Linked DNA regions of Rattus norvegicus: region 1 is linked to region 2. The links are chromatin contacts, called in public Hi-C maps. All regions are on one chromosome and are shown on one strand. The core of a region is the stretch at or near the end of the contact, and the rest is flanking DNA. Distances in the headings are between cores, read along the strand shown. Region 1 has its middle 38 kb from the start of Ddx1. Region 2 has its middle 79 kb from the start of Cyria.

Region 1 (4,705 bases), core at 1,026-3,525, 1.0 Mb before region 2:
ACAAATTGGCCCCACATGGTTAGTGCCTGGGTGGTTCCTCCTGTCACAGTAGGGTGGACCACCACCCCAGCCTTCTCTTGGGCCCACCCACCATTGGAGACTTCTCTGTATAAAGAATTTCCATACGTGTCAGGATCCTGCTTATGCTAATTGCTGCGCTCATTAACATCTCCAGAACTTGGAGTGCTTTTTCTCAGTCATTTCCTTTGATTCAGCTAGTCTCTGAAAGGCCAGCTCTGAATGAAGGGTGTGGGCATCACGATAACTAATTGCTGACACCCACCGGCCTCCTGCCTCCTTCACAGCTGATCCTAGGAACTACGCCACTGCCCCTTGAGAGCATGCTAGAAATTTGTGGAATGGCCCTAGTGGACTTGCCTGCCTCTGGGTGGGTATGGGTGAGGACAAGGGCAGGATGTGTGGGCTTGCACAGCACAGACAATGAGCTTAGTCACTTGAGATGGCAGCTCATGAGGACTCAGTTGACCGCTCAAAACATTGAGAATCTTTCAGAATCTCCCTTCTCAGCAAGTGACGTCTAGTTTCCTTCCTTTTTTTTTAACTTTACTTGATGTATGTACATATTTTACGAGCCTGGTACCTGTGGAGCTCTCAGGATGACGTTGTATCCCCTGGAACTGGATTTACAAATGAGCCAACATATGAGTGCTGGAACCAAACCCAGGTCCTTTGCAAGAGCAACAACTGCTCTGAAGTGCTGAGCCGTCTCACTAGCTGTTATAGCTTCTGCTATCAGTGAATACCTGCTTAGGTGCTGGAAGCAGAACCGAGTCACCAACTCAAGAGCATCCTCTGCTGGGGCCATTTAAATCTGTGACAGGAATCCATTTGGTTTCTACGATTGAATGCATGGTTAAACTTACACTTACTGTTGTATGCTTATCAATCTGTGTCAAACCCACCCAAGAAAATGAGATAGGCCTCTACTAATTAAATCCAACCTAAGATGGGCACTCAAAGTCCTCTACAATTTATTTCCAAACCTTCCTCCTTAAATCCTCTCAGTTCATACCAGCCACCTGGTCTTCTCACCCCCACCCCATGTAAAAGCAACTGGTAACACTTATTGGTCTATACTGTGAACTTAGCAGCATTCTACGTGCCCATTCTGGTTCAGTCCTAAAACCCAGAAGCTAGGTTACCTACACCTTTCCCTCCTAAAGGCGAGGAAGCCTAAGCACCGAGAGGGTAGCTATTAGTAATGGCACTGTGACTGCCTTTATTCTTGTTCGGCTGCCTGCTGGGAGAGCTTCCCACCTTCTTGACTGTCAAGATCTTACCCAGTGTCGGAGCCCTGAGTCATCCTATCCACCCCCTTGAGTGCAAAGTCAGCCCTGGAGTGCCACCTAGAAGCCAGATGTTTTGTATTCTGACTCGTGTAAGAGCCAGGCTATCCTTTTGTCAGGTAAGGAGCCTGAGGCCCAAGAGTCGTGGATGTTGAGTTTCTCAAGCCCTGGAAGGTAGGTTTTCCTGCTGGGCCCCTCCAGGAAAACCTCTGCTCATCTCTTTGTCTCCCCTACACATTATAAGTTAACTCAAAACTCCCTAAAACTGGCACACACCTATTCCAGGAGGATCAAGGTGCTCCTAGTGCAGTGGTTCTCAACCTGTGGGTCACTAAAGGGATCGCATATCAGACATTTATATTACAGTTCGTAACAGAAGCAACACTACAGTTCTGAAGTAGCAACGAAATGATTTTATAGTTGGGGGGTCACCACAGCATCAGGAACTGTATTAAAAAGTTGCAGCATCAGGGAAGCTGAGACCCATGCTCGAGCGAAAGGCCTCTGAGCTACACTACCTCTCTACAGTGTGCAGACATCCTCACGTTATGGGGCATTTTCCAACTGACGGGACTCTTCTGCTGAGGTGATAGACACGGAGACCTCCAACAGAAAAACACCAAGAGGCCTTTCACTCCAAGCAGGAAACAATATCCCACAGTCTTAATAACCCCAACAGAATGAGAGAATAGACCACTTTCAGTAGAAAAATACAGCTTTTTTAGCTTTCTCAAGAAAACCTTTGACCAAAATCTGAGCATGATTTTGAGCATATGGGCCCCAAATTCCAATTTGCTATGGCTGAGATTTCACTGGTACGATGGACCGACACACTCGCAAGAAATATGTGAATTCATCATGGCTATTTTTGCAGCGCTGAAGCTGGCACACTTCCAAGTTGAGAACTTTCTGCTTTAGCAGCTCTCGGTTATTTGAGGCTGGATGACTCACTTAGTGTTACATCCTCTTGTTTTCCTCCCCTGGGCCCCTCCCACCTAAGAGGGCTGGCAGGGGCAGGGAGGGTTATGAAACCCAAGCTGCTATCTATCGAGGACCGCACTTCTTGTCAGCTTTTGTTAATGCTTTGTTGGGAACTACGCTTTCTGCTTCTCCTCAATCCCCTCCCTACTAGGCAAGTCACCTCTGCCTTTATGTGTGCTCCAAACCTTTTGTTCCTTCTGTTCCTAGAGTGTACATTTCCTGCATTTTATTTACCTGCTTAGACATAGTGCCTCTTGCTGCAGAGAGAAGGGTGTTTAAAGCAGGCCTGCTTTCAGGATCCTCTGGACCCATGACACAGTCTGACTAGCAGGCATTTGTTAAACTGGGAAAAGAAAGGGAGGAGAGGGGAGTAGGTAAGTGACAAGACCCTCCCATGAGAACCAGCTAGCACAGTTAGGATGAGAAGTTAGAATCTGTTAGCTTGTTTTGTTTTGTTTTGTTTTGTTTTTTTAAGACGGGAGATAGGCATATCTTGGAAATTAGTCTGTAGCGAATACAGGGCTGAGCCTCGACTATTTCCCTCAGACTAAAGCCGTGTTGATGGAACTCAAAACCAGCCAGCTACCCTGCAGAACCAGCTACTGGGAGGAAATCTTTCTTCCCACCACTGTGCACTGCCAGTCATCCAGAGGCACTGCAGCAGTGCTCACTGTGCAGGCTGTGTCTTGGTTTTCTGCCTGCCTGCCTATCTGTCTGTCCATCCACCAACCCATTCATCTGTCTGTCTATCTATCTATCTACCTATCTATCTATCTATCTATCTATCTATCTATCTATCTATCTATCGCTATCCTGGAACTTGTTCTGTAGACCAGACTGGCCTTGAACTCACAGATCTGTTCGCCACTACCTACCCAGTGCTAGAATTAAAGGCATGCACTACCACCCAGAGTATTTTTTAATTCTTTACCCCTTTGTGAAGCAGGAATAGTTATTGTCCTTTAAGGAAACCGTGGTTTAAAGTAACAAAGGTAACCACTCAAGAATACTATTTAGATACTCCAATACCTGGTTTTCAACAGGAATCAGAAAGACTTAATTGTAAAGGAATATAAGCTGAGAAGACTCAATCTTTAGAGGCCCCAACAGCAGAATACACATCCCTCTAGTGCGCAGAGAGCATCCCCCAGGATGCGGTAGTCCATAAACAAGCCTCAGTGTGCTTACAAGAACTAGAGCCACACAGGCACCAAACACACTGAAATGAACTTGGAAGTCAAGAACAGAAAGCATGGACATAGTAGCAAGCACAGGGAAGAAATGGAGCCAACGCGTCAAAGAAGACCTCCTGAGAGGAGTTAGAAACTGCTCTGAGAAAGGTGAAAGCTGAAGTGGTGCTTAGAGGGAAATTTATAGCCGGGAATCATTGCATTAAAGGGGGGAAAGAGGGGAGGTAGGAGATGCACCTGCTGTTCTTACAGAGGGTGTGAGCTTGGTTCCCAGAAGCCACTCATGACTCCACCCTAGGGGATCTGATGCCCGCTTTGGGCTTCAGAGGACACTAGTCATGCACATGGTACACATACATGCATAACTTTTTAAAAAATGATATAAAAAGAATCTCATGTTAAATCCCCATCTTAAGGTACTAGGGGGAAGAAAGAGAGAAGCAAGTCCCAAAGCATGCAGACGGGAGGGAACAGTAAAGATTAGAGCAGATGTTAATAAAAAATGGAAACAACAGAAGAAAATCAATGGAACCAGAGAGTCTTGTTTCAGAAAGATTAACAAAGCCGGCAGAGCTTTGTTTAGAAAGAGATGAGGTCTTTTTCCCAAGGTGACTCCAATAGGGAAAGTCAGAATGAAGATTCTGAAGGAAGGCAGTCAGTGTCAGGGTTCAGACTGCAGCTCTATCTCACTGCTTAGCCTGTAAGTGTCAAGGCCCAGGGACTCCTGTCACTCATTTGCACATCCCTAGTGCTTTTACTCTGCGCCTGGCACACAAGAAAGACTCCGGAAATGTTTGCTGAACTAAAATGAAAAGCACACTCCTCCCCGTCCTTAGCCACCATCTGTGTACAATGATAAATTATGCTTCCAATGCAGATCAAGCTGAATCGCACAATTTCTGATGAGGGAAGCTGGAAACAGCAAACTGCTAGTCCTTAAAAATAAACCCTTCGGCTTCAGAGATTTGGCCCAGAAATGAACCGGGTTACAGCTCAAGCCCTGACACCGACTTTATTACCCTGGAGCCAAAGGGATGATGTTTCTGGCTGGAGAGAAACTTGATCACCTTGACCTGGCCCTGGGTACCAGGTGGGAATTCATCTGCCCTGTCCCCATTCTGGACTCCCAGGGAGATGAGTACTGCTTATAGCCACCAATGGCCCCTCCTCAGGTGGATCTGATCCACGGGAGCCCCCAGATCCAACCTTTTCCCCCCAGAGTGATAG
Region 2 (4,891 bases), core at 1,026-3,525:
ACTGGTACATGGGAACACAGAGGTTGATCTTTTAAACCGTCTCATTTGTCTTAGAGGGATGAGGTGGGTATAAAACACCTGGACCTAGGACAATCCAAGGAATGGGTGGACGCTTCTACAGCTGTTTGACTGTGAAGTCAGGACTAAGTCATCAGTCTTGCCCCCATTCTATGACATATATACCCGTTTCCAAATTACATCCTATATCTGGGTTGTCAAGGATTAGAGTCTCCTTTTCTTGTCGTTCAGTTTGCTGAGTATGCCACAAACACCCTTGACATCTTGCAAAGAACAGAGCTAGCCCCTCTTTGTCCTTCAGCAAGTTGCCGATGTAGTTACCTGTATTGGATCTGAACAGAGAGGTGTCTAGCACAGCCCTGTTCTTCAGGATAAGTTCCGTGTTCCCTCCCCCTAGGACTCAGCGCTGAGGAGCAGCTGGGGCTCGTGCCCTGGTTTTTGCAAAGTACTTGGAGAACAGATGCATCCAACAGATGTAGGCGCTGGGACTTGGAAGAAGCCCTTCTCACGTGGTCAGCACTTGGCTTCCCTCCCTGCTTCTGAGTTATCTCTGATGAGGAGCACAGAGGAGGGCCATCTCCACTCTGAGGAGATGTGATATAAACACTAAGTAAAAACAACTGTGAAAGAAAGTATGACCCTCTCTGCTTCATCGTCCCCTATTTTATTTTCTGCCCTTTGATTCGGGCTTTGGCCCCTCTGTGCATTTATGATGCTTCACTGAGGCCAGTGACTTCCTAAGTGGGAAATGACACTGCATACAGCTGCGGTTCCAACAGTTCCAGGGCATATTAAACTTGGGATTTTCAAACAATTTCATCAGAAAATATCAGTGAACAAAGAGGGGAGATGACAAGATCTTCAAATATCCTCGTCTGTCAGCTTGAGAGAGCACAGGCTAATTTACACATAAATTACATCTTGAGGGTCACTCTTCCATGGCATCATCAAAAGGATACTTTTGACCAAGAAAGGGGATTTGTTTTTCTTTGGCTGACATTGCTGGCAAGCAATACTATTCAGGCTTCCTGTGGTTGTATAGCCTCACCTCTGAGTCAGACATCTTCATGAAGCTGTAGAACAGCCACCTATAAGTTTGGCTTAGGTCTTCACTGAAGCAGCTTCGAACCACCTATCTCAGTATTGTACCACAGCAACCACCTTGCCACAAGATTGGCTATGCCCTTCTCCTACTTAAAGCACCATGATAACTATGAATCATGCAGATAATGTGGGACCACTTTCCAGTACCACACAGGGATTACCTGCTGCCCATTCTTTAGCACCCTGTCTCTGCACTAGATGTCCCTTCGGTTACGATCAAAGTCCCAGCTATATCAAAATTCTCTCCCTCCAAAGCCCCAGGCTTTTCTAATGGCCAGATGCCTTTGTTCTCAGCACCCCTGTCCTGTTCCCACCCTTCTGTTCTCAGTTCCCTTGTCATCCGGATCAGTGTTAAATCTCTTACACTGCTACAAGACAAATGGCTGATAGTGCTTATTTAACATATCACAGCAGACCCATCAGCCAGATTCTTCTCCCCGGCATCTCTCATGGCCTTCGGGGACTACCCTATAGTCTGAACTCTCCAGGCACTGGGCTGCATTAACCCCCCAGAGGCTCTTCTCTATATAACCCAGCCATTTTGGTTACTACCCTCTCCAATCCTTTGGACTCTCCCAGATGTGTCCACTTCTGGTAATGTTCTCCCTTTTATCTACCATAACCTTTCTCCTCCACTATTCCTAGGGGCGGTCATATTCCTTTATTTCTTTCCCCTTTCACTCATTCAGCTACATCAGCCTGACCAATCAGACCCTCCACTGGATTGAGAGGATACTGCCCTCCTCTTGGAGGACCACTTGTCCTGTCTCTATCATCTGACCTTTACCTATTGGCCACCTCTGTTTGCCTGTTAATCCGGTGGTAACGGGAAATGGGACCACTCTGTCTCCTGGAGGCCTGGCATAGATGCAGAGTGCATTGGAATTTGATGAATTTATGAGCGGTAGAGCCAGGCTCTGATGAGATAACCTCTTGATTTTGTCTCTAACCCTGTCTGCCTTCAGCTCATGTAGAAACAGCTGCAGGGCTCGCAGGCCAAACCCCTTGGGCCAGAGAAACAACTGTCTTGTGAGTGTGTGTTCCCCCTCAAAACAAAGATTGCAACATCCTCCTGGCCTGGAGTTCACAGCTGTGGGAGGAGGTTGTGCTGGGTAGTGCCGGGTCAAGGAGGCAGAGGTGGGGGTGTGGGGAACTGGTAGGTCAGAGTGAGTACTGAGGTAGAGTTCAGCCCCACCCCCCACCTAGCCCATGCAGCCTGACTATGCAAACACTCTGGGAAGAGCCTGTTTTCCTTAGCTTCCTCCCCACATTTTACCTTTCTCTGCTATTTGATTATGTGTGAATTCCTTCTCATCCCTCGGGGAGCTAGCACCCCACCGCCTTTGCAAAATATCTGTCTGAGTTACAGTTTTGCAGATCATCAAGCTTCAAGGGCATTCAAACGACCTTCTGGTGGACTGCGGTGTCTTGGTAAGTGATGCCCTCTGGTGGTCAAATGGAGTAGTTACAATTCTCGGGGAACGTGAAGTAAGTCCATTGGCTTTGCAGTTGCTGGGTATGAGGCTCCAGGGTGGTGTTCAGCAGATGTCCCACTGTCCCTGAAAAAGTGGCTGAAGGGCAACAGGGTTATATATGTGTGTGTGCGCGCGCGTGTGTGTGTGTGTGGGTGTGTTTGTGTGCGCGCGTGCGCGTGATGGGGGTGCTGAAAGTTTACCTTCTAGAAGCTGAGAGCTAAAGAGTAGTTTAGAAACTAGTACAGCCTCAACCACTTATTTCTTAGACGAAGCCGAATCCAGGGAGGGAAAAGGGAATTTCTTAGTCTGTGTGACCAGATGAAGGGGCAGAAAAGGCACACAGGATCTGAAATTCCTCCCTTCTAGCATCTTCTAGCACATTAGGCCACTTGCCATTTAAGTCCTGTGTTTGATTTTACTAACGCTAGAGGAGACTGGCATCCTCCCTCTAAATTTCCGTCAGGTGGGCTCCATCTCAGTCTGCCTTGCTACACGTAGTTTTCTACAAATAATCAGAGTCTCCATCCAAAGTTCCCATCAGCTAGTCCGGAATTTAGAGGGTAGGATTTGAACTGTGGACGCAGAGCACAGAAACAACCTCCGGGGTCTTGACAGTTTAATGAAAAGTAATAGACAGGCAGAGAGACCAAGAGGCATAGGTCACTGACAACTTGAGGCACTAATGGATGTTTCGAAGATAATTAGTAGGGCAATTTGGTAGAGGACAAGTTTGAATTAGGCCCATTAGTGTGGTCAGGAAGGATTTCACTAAAGAAGCAATTCCTACTAGCTACGAGGGTGAGCGCTCAGGGCAGGTAGAGGAGAGGTGTGCAGATGCTCTAGGTCTGGGGTGAGATTGGCAGTTTCCATCATGGAGAAGGCTCGAGAGGTGACAGACTAGTGGCCAGGCAAAGCACATCAGGGCAAAAGCAAGGAAGTCAGGTGAATTCATGGCAGGCCAGAGATACGATCTGATTTACACCTCACATGAATCCCAGACTATGACACTTGCCAGTCTTCACTTTCACACCCGCTCATTGCCTCCAGAAAGTCCTTCATCACCCTACCAAGTGGGAGTCACTTCTCTGAGTCCTGGTGCTAACATCTCTGTGTGTCTGTCATTGGGGCTACCAGGTACACATCAACTGTGGCTATGTCTCTTAGCTACACTGGAAAAATAAGCTCTGCGTTTAGAGAGACAGGGACAAGGGACCCAAATCTAGGACAGTCTGCCAGGTGCAATGTGTCTGTCCCTATGACACAGCTTCTTAGTGTGTAAGGTGAGAAAAGAAGTGCACATTGCATAGCATTTTTTTAAAATTAAGTAATAAGAATAAAATGTCACAACAATGGCAGGCACCATGTCGCCTCTCTTTAAGGAGTAGATGTTCTTTCATGTCCTAACATGAAAACATGTCTAACATGTTAGATGTCCTAACAGCTATGTTGGTAGCTGTACACTTTGGTAGTTGCATAGGGAGACTTTGGAGGGAACATATTTAGTCAGACTGAAGGAGAGGATGAGGTTGGTGTCATTGGTTGATGGAATTCTGAATTAGTGAATAAAGTTAGCTTATTTAACTATATTCCCTTTGACAATATACACTAGACAAAACATCTTGGGTTTTTTTTTGATTGCTTTTGTTTTGTTTTGAGACAGGGTTTCTCTGTATAGCCTTGACTATCCTGGAACTTTCTCTGTAAACCAGGCTAGCCTCAACTTCACACAGATCCACCTGCCTCTGCCTTCCAAGTGCCAGGATTAAAGGGGTGCACCATCACAGCCAGGCTAACATACTGTTCTTGTGTAGTTGTTCTTGTGCATTAGTTGTGTGTTTACACGATGCACGGGCCAAACGTTTTTCCCTACACTAATCTTCAGTGAGGATGGTCTTTGTTTCATTGGCACCTTCTTCAAACACACGTGGCTCACATGGAAAAGAATGAAGTTGGACATTCTGGTCTCTTTCTGTACCGTACCCACATCTTCCTTGTCAATGTTCTTCATTTACTTCCAATGTGTCATTAATTTTATAATTATAATAATTAATATTATATTTATTAACATACTCTTTTTTTCCATCGTGTCTAGTTTACATTGCCCTATTGCTCTTGGAAAGAGGGCCCGCTTTGGAGTGTGATCAAACTATGAGGCATCGCATCATTAAAGAAAACTGAGTCTCCCTCTTTTCCCAGTTATCAAACCCCAACATCTCCTCTGCTGGGGGTGGGGGAGATTCCATGCACACATCCTCTCTCCCACACTGGGATTCTATTCCGATCGAGCTTGGGCA

The links. Hi-C and Micro-C count contacts between places; a contact is called where the count stands out from the background.
Region 1: a Hi-C map of the A7r5 cell line shows a contact between it and region 2, with 14 times the contacts expected there. The contact joins two enhancer-like sites. A contact is called at or near these places in 4 of 12 Hi-C or Micro-C datasets (the A7r5 cell line, Schwann cells, frontal cortex and 1 more).

The regions. Positions count from the first base shown.
Region 1 is chr6:41,716,086-41,720,790 of GRCr8, reverse strand. No RefSeq gene overlaps it. Among named protein-coding and RNA genes, the nearest start is that of Ddx1, 38 kb to the left of the region's middle. Within about 2 kb of position 2,275, at least 21 of the 93 cell types and tissues checked have an H3K27ac peak or open chromatin away from gene starts, as enhancers often do.
Region 2 is chr6:40,692,450-40,697,340 of GRCr8, reverse strand. No RefSeq gene overlaps it. Among named protein-coding and RNA genes, the nearest start is that of Cyria, 79 kb to the left of the region's middle. Within about 2 kb of position 2,275, at least 17 of the 93 cell types and tissues checked have an H3K27ac peak or open chromatin away from gene starts, as enhancers often do.